Linked DNA regions of Sus scrofa: all the other regions are linked to region 2. The links are chromatin contacts, called in public HiChIP or PLAC-seq and promoter capture Hi-C maps. All regions are on one chromosome and are shown on one strand. Each heading gives the region's core, a stretch centred on a gene start, on an enhancer-like site or on the middle of the called end of the contact. The rest is flanking DNA. Distances are from core to core; before and after follow the strand shown. Region 1 holds the start of TSPAN5 (tetraspanin-5). Region 2 holds the start of EIF4E (eukaryotic translation initiation factor 4E). Region 3 holds the start of ADH5 (alcohol dehydrogenase 5 (class III), chi polypeptide).

Region 1 (2,745 bases), core at 157-2,656, 250 kb before region 2:
TGGGCGCCCCAGCCTAATTACAATAGTGCCCAGCACACTGTAGTGCCTACAGAGCATGGTTTGAATCTTTCATTCAAGCATTTGCTCTCTCGGTACCCCCACGGAACGTGTCTTGTAACACCTTCTCCTTTGCATTTCTCCAAGGTTTCCCCAAAACAGCCCGCTCTACGTCGCTCCTCAGAAAAGGAGGACGTGAGACACGAACACACTGAGACATATGTTGATGGTGACTTGTTATTATCCTGACAATAATACAGAGAAAGAAAATCCCTCCACCCCACGCGCCCCTCGTCAGTCCATGATGCCAAAGAGCTCTTTCCAGATGAAGGGGAAAAACGTGCAGGAAGCGTTATTTACGTGCACATTACAGAACCATATACCACCGCATCTGCATCCTACACAAAGCCGGAGATGGTGCAAGAAGATACACGCTGAGCATGGCACAGACCAGCCGCGGCAACACGGAGCCAAGCCCTCGTCCAATCAGATCCGTGTTAGAAGGTGGACCTCAGGGTCGGCTCTGCCCGATTAGCCTTCCCTGTTATGACACCACGCTCTGCCCAACATCCATATCCCGCCGGGAGGAAATTTCATTCGAGTGGTTGCTCATTTCTCAAACTGCCGAGTCCTTTCTTTCATATGCATCCATGCTATTCGTCCCTCAAACAGCCACCCCAAGGCCTGGGTGCCCCCTTTCCAGCTCGGGTTCTCTTTTTACCTCTTCCCATTCCTAGAAAGGATTAAATGTTTATCTCTCCGACGCGCAGGCTGAAAGGCGGAAGGCAAAAGCCTCTCCGTGCTCCAGCAAGCGCCCAAGGGGCTGCGAAAAGTAAAGGCAGAGAGCAACGTGGGGGAAACCGTCGCGAATCGATCGGCCACAATAGTTGAAATCCCAGAAGCGCTCTAACTTACCCAAAATATGACATTGAAGCCAAATATGAAATATTTGATGCAACAACTGACTTCAGGACCCTTGTAATGCTTCCCGGACATCCTCTGGGTTCATGAAGACACTTGCCCCGGCAGCCCGAGTTTGGAGCCCCGGAGCACCGTTGCTCAGAGCGGGCCGGAGGGGAGCGGGGGGCTCAGAGAGGCCGCTCGCTGCCGCGGCGCGGCGGCCCGGGCTGAGCAGCGCAGGGACCCACCGGCGGAGAGCGGCTCCCGCACCTCCAGTCCCTCGCGCGCCGAGGCCGCCGGAGCCGGAGTGGCTGCGAGCGGGCGGGGAAGCGCGCGCTGCAAACCCCTAGCTTCGCTGAAGGTGGCCCCGAGCACAAGGAGAGCGCCCAAGCCCGTCCGCCAAACGATCTGTCCGTCGGTCCGTCTCCGGGCTTCGGGCAAATGCGGCCGCGGCAGATGCTGGTGGAGACGCTACTAGCCCGCCTGTCCGCTCGCGCGCTCCCTCCCACCCCTCGCTCCGCCCGCCGTTCGCTCCGCCCGCTCAGCCGGCGGCTCCACCGCCCGCGCCGCCCGCAGCTCCGCCCGCCGCCTGCCGCCCGAGCATCAGCGAGGTGCGCGCGCGCAAGGGCTCGGGCGCTCTCGGGCGGCGCGGCACCACGTAGCCTCGCCGCCCCCTCTTTCCAGTCCTCTCTGCTCCGCCTGCTCCGTTACTCCCCGCCCCTTCTCCCTCCAGGCCGGAGCGCAGCCGACCCCAGAGCACCGCGGCCGAGTAGGTGGGTAGGATGGCAGGCGGAAGGGAGAAGGAGGGGTGCCCGGCAAGCACGCCCATTGAGAGCAGCCTGGAGGAGGGACTGGGATTGATGGGCAGCGGGCCCCCCCTCTGTCACCGGCAGCCGCACTCAGCTTCTGGAGGGACGTCGGGGAGAGGGTCGTCTCGGGGCGAGAGGGCCCGGTGAGGAGGCATCCAGAGTGACAATCCACCCACCACCCCCGCCGCCGCCCGGACGAACCTTCTTCTGGCTGTAGCCACACTCACACCCCCTGCTTTAACCCGGGTTTGTTACAGAAGACGCCGGGCCGCGAGCCGGAGAGGAGAGGGGTCGTAGACTTTGCTAGGAGCAAAGGGGAGGAGAAGGTGTTAGGGAAGGGGAAGAAAAGAGGCGGGAAATGCGGGCAGCGAATCGCGAGGTTGCATAGAAAAGCCCCCCCCCCCGAATCCCACTGTGGCTCCAACCCAGCCTCCCCACCTGCGAGAGGAAAAGGCTTGTCCTAGAACGGGGACGAGGTTGGAGAGATGGTCCCAAGGAAGCCTTTCCCGGGATTCGATCCTCCTCGCTCCAGAACCTGTCCCCAGCAACACAAACCCGGCCTGCCAAGCCCCCCCCCCCCCCGGTGGAATGGAACCGAAGGAAATTGACTGGTCCTAATTCTAAGAAGGAATCCAGGAGTTCCAGGGCAGTCCTCTGGGGACTCCGAGTTGGGTCTGTAGATCATAAACGATTCCGCATTGAGCTCTGCGGAAGGAGAGAACCTGCCTGCAAGTTGTGTCGGAGGCCTACCTGAGAAGGTGCGCCCGTCAGCTGCGTGTCCGCCTTCCTCCTGGAGCATCTTCATAGATGCTGGCAAGTGGGGACCAGTCTTTCATGGGAAAAAAAAAAAAAAAAAAAAGAGTGAAGAACTGTTCACAACTGTGTGTAAACGTCTTGGGAAAGCTAGAAAGAGGTGAGATTAGGAAAAACTTCCAGCACCACCCTGTGTGACCTGGTACTGGGCACAGAAATCTGCACGTTTGCTAAGCACCCGTGGTGATACTTAAGGGCGTGGGAGAACTTTTGGCATAGGGTTTTC
Region 2 (2,977 bases), core at 462-2,961:
ATTTTCAAAAATAAATAAATAAACAAATGAATAAATAATAAATATAAGTACAAATGACCAAGCAGAAAAACTGCCTTAAATTCGGGCAACAAGGAAAGGATAATTAACATCAATGTAACTGAAAAATAAGCATTTTTGTATCCTATAGATCTTTTTATAACTAGTTTTTTTTTTTAATTATAAAAGTCTTCAAAGAAAAGTCAAAGCAAATTGGGACGCCATCATCAAAATCACGAACTACCATTAAAGATTCACAAAATTATCGGGCAACCAAGGTCTAGTACAGTTCCAGAGTATCAAACGTTTTCTGGCTACACACCTCTAAAACAGAATCACTTGTATGTGACATTCCTAAAACGGCAACACAGGCCTAGAAGTTTCCGTGAGTCAGTGCCGGCAAACCCAAACTATGACAAACATACTCTCTCCTTTGGGCGGTAACTATCAACTTTGTGCTCTGGGATCAGCCTGCTTAAAATAAGTTTAAGATGGTGCCTGAACTGGGAAGAAAGCCAGGAGAACGGATAAAGAAAAAAAATCAAACAGAAACCTAACTTTAAAAGTTAAGTTAAACAGTGTCTGAGAACTCTTCCAGAGGATAAAGCCGCGGAAGAACAGATGGATCTACACCCATTCGCACTCTCTGAGGCGTGCGCACAGCGCGGAAAGGATGAATGAATGGAAGACAGGCGCGTGTGAAATGCCGCAGGTCCGGCCGGCAAGCCGACCAGCCCCAGCAGCTATCAGCAGGCCTCGCTCCTCCCCCTTCCCTCCTCCATGACAGCCCAGGCTCAAGCATGGAGGGGCGAGGACAATGTGATCCCCCTTCCAACCACCAGCACCCTTCACCCTACTCTCAGAGCTTTACCGCGCCACCAAGGGTTCTCCTCCCCACCCCGAAACCTTTCTCGCCTCCCGGGTCGCCAACCCCGACAACTCTCGGACATGCTGGAGTAACATGCGCTCGCCCCTCTCGGCTCCCCTCGGCGAGGAAGAACCTTCTCCGCGCGTGCCGCGGCACCACTCCCGCCCAACCCACCCCGTGGCACCGCGCGCTCACCGGCTCCCTGGCCCACCGGTCTAAGAAATCCCGGCGCGCGCCCGGAACCCAAGCCCCTGAGCCAGAGCTCGGGAGGGAGAGAGGGAAAGGCTGCTCCGAGGCTCCCTCCTCCATCTCATTCCAGGCCGGCTCGCCGCCCACCGTCCCTGCGAATCCTGGCGCTCGTTCGGAGCCGGGCCCGCGCCTTCCCATCGCAAAGGCACGATTCCCACACACCTCGCCCAGAGGCCGGATCACGCACCACCCTTATAGACACCTTGCGGCTCCACAGGGGGAGCCGCGCCGCCCCTCCCCCACATCTCTCCCCTAGCTCGCGGGCCCCCACCAGAACGTGTGCTCTACACGCCGTGGCGGCCAGCCTCCGGGGCGCCCCCAATTGTCCGCAGGGAGGTCAGGCCAAAGAAGAGGGGGAGGGGGCGGCAAGGGGTAGCGTGCGCGCTGGGAACGCCGTCCCGCGGGATCCTTCAGTCCGAAAGGAGACGGAGCGCGGGGACCGGTGGGGGTGGGGGCCAAAGGCAATACTCACCGGTTCCACAGTCGCCATCTTAGATCGATCTGATCGCACAACCGCTCCTGAAGGGAGGGGGTGAGAGGAAAAAAATGAGATTCAAACCGGATTGGCCGGCTACTGTTCACGTGACGGACGTGTCCGTTTGGCCCTGGCGGCGCCTGCGCAAGACTGCAGCTGCGTGTTTAACAAGAGGCTTCTGGGAAGTGGAGTCGCTCTCTCGGTGGCTCGCTCTCCCTGTCTCTTTTTTTTAGGCTAGGAAGTTTAAAAAAAAAAAAAAAAAAAAGACTGGTCACGTGGCCGGTGGGTACCGTGCGCGGTTCTCGGCGCAGCGGACACTCGCGTGCTGGAGGGTGGCTTTCAGTCCTCTGCTCTTCCGCCTGGGTAGTTGCTGTCGCACTCACTGCCAGGCATGCCTCCTGTGCCCTTTGTCGCCCTGTCCTCCCATCTTCCTCGGAAGGTTGGGAACTGTAGGCTCAACACGCACAATAAGGCTTCATTTGCTTAGTTGAGGTCCTAGGACAAGTTGCCTGTGTGTTTATTTAATTTTCTTTTGACTTCCCACCATTTTCTCTTAGTTCCAAAAAGAGGCGGCGAGGGAAAATCGTTAAGCAATCAACCCTCCCCCGTCCCCCGGCTCCGCTAACGCTGGTGGTCACTCATTGCCATCACTGCGAAAGGGAGTGGCGGAACCGCCCACAGTAACCACTTGCCACAGTTCGGGGGAGGGGGAGTGCACCCGACAGCTTTTCGTGTTCCAACTCCTGAGATTAAAATCTCAGGGCTAAATCTTGCGTGGAAGTAAAAATTATCTGAAGTTCTGTCCTCTCGATTGCACTGTTCTGCTTCGACGTGAAGGGAAATAGCCCAAGTCCAGGTGCCAGCCAGGGAAGCCACTCCGGCCCCCGCTGACTAAGCCCTGGACTGACCGTCAGGAGTCGTTAGGCTGGGTCAACTATGACTCTTGACGTTGACTCATTCTCCTTAGGCAAGTGACTTAATCATTCAGTGCCTCAGCTTTTTCATTTATGAACCACAGATGGTAATACACTTACCTCACAAGGGTATGCTGTGGTAATGATTGTAACCAGCTTTGAAAATGCATCAGACTCTATAAATGCTTCATAATAAGCAACCTCGTGCCTTCGTAAGGATCAGCTGCTTCCCTTACTGTTCTTTAAACAATGTTTTAAATTTTTCTTTTGCTTATGTTGTTACATTATCATGTACACCAATGCAATTTTAAAAGTTTCGAGACAATGTTTTTATAACTAGCTACCCTCCATAGAGGCTTTAATGTTTAGGAAAATATTGTTATAATCACTGGCAATTAGAGGTTTATCCCCAGAGTGACATCCGACGTTTTCTTCCCCGCTAAGATACTGTGCTGTCATTTCTTTCTTTTTTTC
Region 3 (3,063 bases), core at 332-2,831, 140 kb after region 2:
GATTCGTTAACCACTGCGCCACGACGGGAACTCCATGACAAAGGTTTTGATTTGTTCATATAATGCTTATGAAATATGGTGACAGGATAAAGGTTGCACTGGTTTACAGGAGACAGACGTGAAAGTCTGTAATTACAAAAAGTGTGATTTAGAGAGACGCAAAGTGCTACAGAATGCAAAACATGTGCCAGAAACCTCAAACAAAACCCCAAAGGTAAAATTCAGAATACAAACAATGAAGTCACATAATCTAGACAGGTGAAGCAACAAGACTAAATAGGTCATCCGTAATCTAAGTTTTATGTCCCTCCTCTGCCCTTTCAACATATATCTGAAAGGAGTTTAACCTTTTCCCTTCAATGTGACTTTTTGTTTTTTTCGGAGCTCACTCCCCCTTTTTTGGATGCTTGGCTTGACATGGGATATGTTCCCAGATAAGGAACTGAACCCCAGCTGCAGCAGTGAAAGCACTGAGTCCTAACCACTAGACCACCAGGAACTCCCTTTAAGACAATTCTAAGCAAAACGAAGCCCCACTCTAAATCCAAAGGCAACTTGCCCTACTTCAATATTTGAACTATCATAGGAATTATAATTTCTCACATGTTCTAAAGACACTTGGTAATAACGAAAATAAACTGCCAGTTTGTTAGGTCCGAAAAATCACTCAGAATTTACCATTTGTATTCAAGTCCAAATCTTTCTAGAAAATTCCTGGTTTGCAAGCAATAAAACAATCAGACACTTTAGACCGACTAATCACGTTGTTTGTATGTTTCTGCCTTTCCTATTGTCTTATGTGTACTTCTAGAACCTGTAATAGTTTGTGCACAGGGTTCGGAAGCCTGGTGGTCCTTAGTGTGACCACTGGGCATGACCAACTTCTAAGGCTCAGCTCTTGGTCTGTATAATGGGATACTATCGTGCATAGGTGCTACACGAGGATTAAATTAAAGGAGGGTATGTATAAGGCCCTCTGGTGACCAACTGCTCCACAGCGTTACTGAAAGGGCCCGAAATGCATTCCTTGGTGCCACAATAATAGCTCAATTATGAACTACTATCATGAAAAGCACGCAACCTACCACAGGGTTAGGAGCATGGGCTCTGGCTGCAGCTGTGCCACCTAAAAGTATGACCTTGAGCTAGTTACTTATTTTTGTGAACGCAAAGCATAGAGGCTCCCAAACGGCCTGCAGGACACGGATCGACTCCCCCCCCCCCGTCCTCTCCACCCCCACCCCGCTTCGGCTGCGCCAAAAAGGGCAAAACCCTCTCAAGTAAGGAACAAAAAGCGCCCGCCCTCCCTTCCTTCCCGCAGAGCTGCTCGCCGGAGCCCCTGATTCAGCTTCTACAGTCTGGCCCAACTCCGCGCCGCCCCGAAGCGGGCGGCCGGGTTCTGCCCCATGCTTTCCCTCCCTCTTTCTCCAGCCGCGGAGCCGCAGGCGATACCTGGTTCGCCATGTCCTCCGACTGCGAGCAGCGAGAAGCGGACATCCGGCAGGGCCCGGGGAGGGTCGGCGATGTGGGCGGAGCGTGCGCGTGGCGCTCTTCTACCTCCGCCGGCGCCGGGGCGAGTGCGGAGCAGAGGTTTTCGGGGGACGTGAAGGGGCGGGCCTGGGACGTGAGGGGCGTGGCCTAGTGTGGGCGGAGCTAGAGCTGTAGTAGGAGGCGGGGGTCTCGCGGGAAGTAGGAGGGGTTCCGAGGAGGCTGAGTGGGGGTTCCCGCTGTTTGACTGGCATGACAGGCTTGCTGCGTAATGTTTGTCGGGAGAGAGTTTCCCTGTGTAACTGTAGCCCAGACAGCGCAGAGAAAGCTTACGAAGGAGAGATAGACAAGGTGAGAAACCAGGAATTTCACTGGGAGCCCATGAGAAGCCATGAGAGGACTGCACCACCTTCCCAGTCCTACACACCTGGCGCACAAGTCTCGAGCGCGCCAGATGAGGAAGATAGCGCTCCTCACAGCAGCCTCCGTCAGATGAGCTGTGAGGAGGGATAAGGGGACACAAAGCGGGCTCCTTTGGGAAATTTCCCAATGTCACCTTGAAAAAAACTCACAGTGGAAAAAACCTGTGAGTTGTTTACCCCATGTCTGACCGAGGACTGTGGACCTGGAGACAGCCCCTCAGGTAGTTCTGAGGAACTGGTCGGAGAGGCGGGGAAGAGGCCAGTGTATATATGAAAAATCATATATACACTGGGCTGAGCAGGTTCTTATAATCAAGCTTACATCTCCTAGATAAGTATGGGAAGATGGGAGAATCCAGGTTTTTAAAAAAGTTTGTCTTGAAATAGTTCTAATTTTCTTTTTTTTTTTCTTTTTCTAAGGCCGCACCCGAGGTACATGGAGGTTCCCAGGCTAAGGGTTGAATTGGAGCTGGAGCCGCTGGCCTACGCCACAGCCACAGCAACGCAGGATCCCAGTCGGTCTGAGACCTACACCACAGCTCACTGCAAGGCGGGATCCTTGACCCACTGAACGAGGTAAGGGATAGAACCTGCAACCTCATGGTTCCTAGTCAGATTCGTTAACCACTGAACCAGGACGGGAACTCCTACTTCTAATTTTCTAAGGGCCTGTTTTCCCAGAGCATGGAGTGCCTCTTCCCTGATCTTCCCCTGGATTTCCTTTCAGGGTGTGTCGTAGGTCTGCAACTGGGGGGGCTAATGACTCAGTCTCTGTAGACCTGCATGGTGGGCAGCATTCTTTGTTTTACACCAGGCTCCTGTTCCAGCTGTTGCTGCTGAAGGGTGAGTAGGAGTTTTGGTGGGAAATCCATAGGACATGAGGAGAGAACTTTGCCAGGAGGAGAAGGAGGCAGTGAAAAGTCTCTGGAACATGGGTGCATTTGATGTGTTTTAAGAGTGTTTAGAAAGAGGAAAGATAGAGTATTTGTCACTTTACTCTTAAACTCTGTTGTGGATGCTGTATTTTATTAAAATGAGTCGACTGGATAGACCACTCTTTTCTTTGTATCTCAGTCCTTTTTTTTTTTTTTTTTTTTTTTTTTGGCTCCTTTTCCTCAATATATACCTTAAGGGTTGGTGCTTTCAAAAATTC

The links. Promoter capture Hi-C pulls out the DNA fragments that hold promoters and counts their contacts. HiChIP or PLAC-seq counts read pairs in DNA pulled down with a chosen protein or histone mark.
Region 1: a contact with region 2 is called in a promoter capture Hi-C map of liver, with 9 times the contacts expected there. The contact joins the promoter of TSPAN5 here to the promoter of EIF4E in region 2. A contact is called at or near these places in 2 of 5 promoter capture datasets (fetal liver and liver), 4 of 47 Hi-C or Micro-C datasets (alveolar macrophages, fetal heart ventricle and skeletal muscle) and 1 of 2 datasets of contacts at active chromatin or transcription factors (skeletal muscle).
Region 3: a contact with region 2 is called in an H3K27ac HiChIP or PLAC-seq map of alveolar macrophages. The contact joins the promoter of ADH5 here to the promoter of EIF4E in region 2. A contact is called at or near these places in 1 of 5 promoter capture datasets (liver), 1 of 47 Hi-C or Micro-C datasets (heart right ventricle) and 1 of 2 datasets of contacts at active chromatin or transcription factors (alveolar macrophages).

Annotation. Positions count from the first base shown.
Region 1 is chr8:121,655,981-121,658,725 of Sscrofa11.1, reverse strand. TSPAN5 (tetraspanin-5) reads right to left here and starts at 1,406. Exons shown (of 8, transcript XM_003357070.4): 1 at 913-1,406. The coding sequence starts at 993.
Region 2 is chr8:121,408,367-121,411,343 of Sscrofa11.1, reverse strand. EIF4E (eukaryotic translation initiation factor 4E) reads right to left here and starts at 1,711. Exons shown (of 7, transcript XM_003129314.5): 1 at 1,587-1,711. The coding sequence starts at 1,604.
Region 3 is chr8:121,265,312-121,268,374 of Sscrofa11.1, reverse strand. It overlaps ADH5 (alcohol dehydrogenase 5 (class III), chi polypeptide), which reads right to left and starts at 1,581. Exons shown (of 9, transcript NM_001244833.1): 1 at 1,453-1,581. The coding sequence starts at 1,497. It overlaps C8H4orf17, which reads left to right and starts at 1,677. Exons shown (of 17, transcript XM_021101734.1): 1 at 1,677-1,839; 2 at 2,331-2,486.